2 separate regions of the Sus scrofa genome follow, and region 2 is linked to region 1. The links are chromatin contacts, called in public Hi-C maps. All regions are on one chromosome and are shown on one strand. Each heading gives the region's core, a stretch centred on a gene start, on an enhancer-like site or on the middle of the called end of the contact. The rest is flanking DNA. Distances are from core to core; before and after follow the strand shown.

Evidence for each region. Hi-C and Micro-C count contacts between places; a contact is called where the count stands out from the background.
Region 2: a Hi-C map of embryonic fibroblasts shows a contact between it and region 1, with 2.1 times the contacts expected there. The contact joins two enhancer-like sites. A contact is called at or near these places in 3 of 47 Hi-C or Micro-C datasets (embryonic fibroblasts, fetal heart ventricle and heart right ventricle) and 1 of 2 datasets of contacts at active chromatin or transcription factors (alveolar macrophages).

Annotation. Positions count from the first base shown.
Region 1 is chr8:76,955,636-76,958,261 of Sscrofa11.1, forward strand. No RefSeq gene overlaps it. Among named protein-coding and RNA genes, the nearest start is that of GATB, 270 kb to the right of the region's middle. Within about 2 kb of position 1,291, at least 63 of the 83 cell types and tissues checked have an H3K27ac peak or open chromatin away from gene starts, as enhancers often do. A contact at or near this core is called in embryonic fibroblasts, where this site is marked.
Region 2 is chr8:77,236,641-77,239,266 of Sscrofa11.1, forward strand. It overlaps GATB (glutamyl-tRNA(Gln) amidotransferase subunit B, mitochondrial), which reads left to right. Exons shown (of 15, transcript XM_021101518.1): 2 at 677-743; 3 at 1,279-1,523. The coding sequence starts at 1,348. Among named protein-coding and RNA genes, the nearest start is that of GATB, 15 kb to the left of the region's middle. Within about 2 kb of position 1,296, at least 52 of the 83 cell types and tissues checked have an H3K27ac peak or open chromatin away from gene starts, as enhancers often do. A contact at or near this core is called in embryonic fibroblasts, where this site is marked.

The DNA of each region.
Region 1 (2,626 bases), core at 41-2,540:
ATGACAGACGCATGAAGTCCACTGCTCAGACCTTTCTATGGAACCGCAATATGTCCTGCTTCATATTTCCGGAATTATTTGCAACAGGCAGCTGTGCTGGGTCAGAATCCCAGAGGTGCTCTGGGATTCCAGACAGGGTGGGGGCCGCCACCCTGCTCGCTCTGGCTGGGAATAATACAATTCACGAATGTGGAGCATCTAGGGAATTCGGGGGCTAAAAAGAGAAGCTCCTGGCTGGAAGTGGCTAAGATTCCTGGACCTCCATGGTGTCAGGGAACAGTTTCAGGGATGTTTGGCTGTGGTTGTGGAGCTAATAAAACAGCAGCCATGTATCAACAGCTACAGTGCTCCAGGCACTATAGCCAGGGTCTTTCAGAGACCTTGTATTCATCCACCGCATCCGTTCTGACAGCACTGAATCCTCTCAACAACCCTGAGAAGCAGGCAACCAGTATCCCAAACGAGTAAATGGAGGCTCAGGGATGATCACTAACTCAAGTTTTCACAGCTTTTGTTTCATTTGGCTGTGCCCATGGCCTGCAGAATTTCCTGGGCCAGGGATGGAACCTGAGAAACAGCAGTAACCAGAACAACAAGCAGTGACAATGTCAGGTCCTTAACCCACTGAGCCACCAGGGAACTCCCAGGTTTTCACAATTTTAGGCCCAAGTCAGGATGCAAACCCAAGCTATTAGACCAGAATGTTCTTATTTTGAACAACAACAGTGTATTGCCTCTGAGGAATTTATTCTGCAGCTAATGAATACATCTGACATACTTCTCTCCACCTCATACCCTACCCACCAAATGTTTGGGCAATTAAAATAGTTGAGTTCACTTATAAGTGGAATGGCAACACAGCAATTGGGCTTGTCCCAGTTACATGAATTAATTCTGTCTCAGGGTTCTGATGGCAGGCAGCATAAACCAAAGAGCGCAGAATCCCAAGATGAAATTATATCATTAAAGCCCTTGGCAGCTTAGCTATTATTTTATGTAAAATATATGCATGGCTTCTGAGAATTCCTCTCCACCAGCAGTCAAGATGAAAAAATATATATATATGTATATGTGTATATATATATATACACATATATATATACATACACCCACACACACTAATAGGATTCTATACTATCATGCTGGTCTTTACAGGACATTCTTGATAGGAATGCTGCCTGTTTGGCATCTGGAAAAGTAAACAGAGTTTCAAATTCCAACCCTCTATTGTGAACAGTAATAACCCTGCTGCATGGCCATGCAAATTAAGGAACTCTGAAACCCCAAACCTCCAATCACAACACCGCACACCCACATTCCAAACACGCCTCTCTCGCCCATGAGAGCCTGGCTCAGGCCACGGAATCTTTTCAGAGCCAGCATCAAAGGCTGCTTGAGGCTCAGTATTTGGGACATCTCATTGCAGCCGCAGTCCCAACATGGATTGAGGTCAGTGAGGGCAAATAACTAAATAGTTTTCTCCAAAACGCCATAGTTGGAATTCCCGGGCCTGGCCTGGGATCTCTGGGGGGCCCCCTCCCCTGCTGCCTGACCAAGTCCCCCGGGGCCCCAGGGCCTGGCGGGTCCCCGAAGCCTCCCACCTGCCGCCCACAGTACTGCCCAGCCCAGGCAGAAAAGAACCTTCCTCCCGCAGCGCGGACGAAGCTCGAGACACGCCCTGGCTATCTATAGAAAATCCCGCTGCGGGTTCTGCTGACGAGTCACTCGAGATCCCTCCTAGGGCTTTATTATGTCACAGGAACCCAGAATGGAATGCGGAGGATTAAATTCCAAGTCCTTCCCGGTCGGCGGCGGGGCCTGGAGGGAGGGCTGCTCCCGGCCATCTGGGCTCTCGGGTGCCCCCTACTGAATGTCACTGTCCTCCGGCTCCGACGCGGTCAGCCGCAGGTGCCAGTGCTCCAGGCCTCCCAAAGCCGTGGGGGCCGCTGCAGGCAGCTCGGCTCTTTGAGCTCCTGCAGCATCCAAGGACATGGAGGGGACCCTCGGAGCCCTCCATGGAGATCTTGGTGGGTCGTTACCCCTTCTAAGCCTCACTTTCCTCACCAGAGGAACCCCTGAGATATAAGATTGGGAATATCACGCACAGAGGGGGAAGTTGGGGAGCGGATGCCCCAGAGATGGTGACATCCATCTGAGCAAGCCCTGGTCTGGGGGTTTGCAGATCCCCTGGCAGTCACAGTTCCGTGCATCTGGACTGATGCCAGAGCAAGGAAATACTTCATGTGTGGGCTAATTCTCTCTGTCACTTTTTTTTTTTTTTTTTTTTTTTTTTTTTTTTTTTTTTTTTGGTCTTTTTAGAGCTGCACCCTGGGCACATGGCAGTTCCCAGGCTAGGGGTCAAATGGGAGCTACAGCTGCCGGCTTCCACCACAACCACAGCAGTGCCAGATCCAAGGCACGTCTGTGACCTACACCACAGCTCACAGCAACGCCAGATCCTTAACCCACTGAGCGAGGCCAGGGATCAAACCCTCATCCACATGGATACTAGTCAGATTTGTTTCTGCTGTGTCACCACGGGAGCTCCTGGACTAATTCGCTTATTAAAGGCAAGGAAATTATCAAGTCACTGAAACCTCACAACCTCTCTGTCTGTTAATCATAC
Region 2 (2,626 bases), core at 46-2,545, 280 kb after region 1:
GGATGAGGCCTGATATAGGTAAACTGGGCAAGGCTAATGGGAAAAAGAACTGGTATCTGGACCCCACATTGGTACCCCTGTCTTTAAGAGATAAAAACCTCCATAGAACAATAGAAAGGGGGACTCTTCCTCCCCTTCCCAGTGTCTGTGCTGGGAGCTGTTTGCTTTCCTGTAATAAAGACTTTTGATTGCTTGCTTGCTGCCTGTGTGTTCGTGAAGTTCATTCTTTAGCTCTGTGAACAAGAACCTGGATTCCGGTAACATCTTTCTGGTAACATGCTGAAATATAACCCTTCTTTTGTGAAAGTATACTATTTTTGTTCACTTTTCTGTCATCTCATCTGCCAAGTATGTAAGCTCCATGAGCACAGAGGCCATAACCACCTTGCTCACTGCTGAATTCTAAGAACTGTGCCTGGCATAGAGTAGTGTGTATGGTCAGGCCACTCAAGATGGTTGTCCTCTTACTCTCTATACATCCCCTGCCGACCAGTGCCTGCTTCATCCACACCCACTCACAGGACTGAACTTCCTACATACTCTCCCCAGGCTCCAGCTGGTGATTGTTCTTATCAAAGGCACAGTGAGGGGCGTGCCCCTCGGCCAGTTTCCCTGGTAACTAATGATCCAATCTGTGGTAATTTTCCCTATAACTGGCAATCTCCCTTCCCTCTAGGAGTGAAGTTGGCTGGCCACATCACCACACACGGTGGGGTGTCGCTCCAGGACCTTGCTTCAAATGGGTAAGCTCCCCCATCCATTAAACCATTGATATCTCTGTTGCTGACTCTCAGCTCTGCATTCTGTCCTGAAGCTTGGCAAGCACCGGGCTTGTAAGCCTGTGGGGTGCAGCCCAACTAGTAGGCATGCAAATAAGTAATTGTTGCAGGAATGTACAGATTAGTATGTGAAGTGGAAAAGTAAACAGAAAAAAATAACTCAGTGGGTTTGGGGGGTTTGGAAAGTCTTCCCGGAGATGTCAAGGTCATTTACTTCAGCCCCAAAGGTTAACTGGGGTATAAAATCCTCACCAGCTTTCTCAACTTTAGTGCTTTGGCACCACCTGTTCTCACTCAAACAGGTGCTCAGAGATACAAAGCTCTCCAACTCCCCACTAGGAGGAGTCACACCTTCCGACCCATAAACCCTCCCCCTGTCTTCTCTATTTCTTCCTCCCTTCCGTCCCCTCCCCGCCCGGTTCCGGAAGCTTTTGAATCGCAGTGCTCCTGGGAATAGTAGTCTTCCGGTCTGAGCCTATAACATTTGATCCATTTCCAGAACTACGCTTCCCAGACAGCCTTGCGGCAGAGGGCGGCTGTGTCACCTGACCAGGACCTTGGCGCGGCAATGGCGGCGCCCATGCTACGCTGGTGCTGTCCTGGAAGGCGTTGGGCTTTCCCTCGGATTGGCGACTGTTCTCGCCACGAGAAACGGTTTCCAGCTGGGTCCACGGCCAGCGGGAAAAGGGGACAGAGCTCAGTGGCTCAGCAGCCCCTCATCACGGCCCAGAAGCCAAGGAAAGGGTATATATACTATTTCATACCTTTACTGCACACTTAAGTGTGAGGTGGAACTGCGAGGCTAGGAAAATGATGCCCACTACAGTCCAGTCTTCACTCGAGACGTTTTGGTCGGCGGGAGGGTGTTGGGCTGTAAGTTGCAGCCCTGAAAGCTAAGTGGGAGCTCGATGCTGGTTCTCTATCAGCCCCGCCCCACACAGAAACCACAGTCTTAAGACACACGGGCATTTTGGGGTAGTTCGCGAGTGTAAAATAGGGTTTTCTTGAATCGAGGGCTGCACAAGACTGAAGAGTGGACTCAGTCACCTTAACTAATAGCAGCAGTGGCTATTAGCAGGGTCCGTAGCAGTAGAAGTGGGATCTTAGTTAGCTGACACTAATTTAGCGCTACTATGGGCCAGCAGTGTTCTAAAGGTTAAAAGAAGCTTTTGCCTGCAAACTCTGAATGGCGGTGGCTTAATGTTATTGGCCAGAAATCACCACCTATTTGTGGAGATGTTTTATGTTGAACATGTGTGTTTAGACCTAGTAGGATGCAGCCAATACAAGAGATCTTCCTTCTTTTTCAGTATTCTCTGAACCGCTGTTTATATTTGACTATTTAAGACCTAAATAGGTTCTTTTTAACTACAGAAAAAGACATGTGTCTGATACTCAGTTTTTCCTGAGATTAAGTTGCTTTTTTTTTTTTTTTTGCTTTTATGTTGGAACAGAGGGAAAATGTCCGGACACATTGTTTCTATTCTTTTCATAAATGAGATTGTCTCACAGTGAATGGAAAGTATTTTTTTCTCTCCTATAATGAAACTGCAAAAATACATTGAATAAGGTTTTTGTGAATGCAGAATTTGAGAAGTTCTTTAATTCTTCTCAGTTACAAGTTGTGCTTCCAGTCTTTAAAAAGAAGGAATTCATCAATACTATAGATGTGGAATCTCATGTGTTGCAATAATTGAAATAAAACTAAATGCATGTTGACAAAAATTAAGATAATATAGAAAATTTCTGGGGGAAGAGCAGGATAGGAAGAGACAGAATAGGGAGTATGTGTGCACCAAGCCATCTACATATTGTGCAGGATACATGGGTTTCAGAGGGACTAAGCA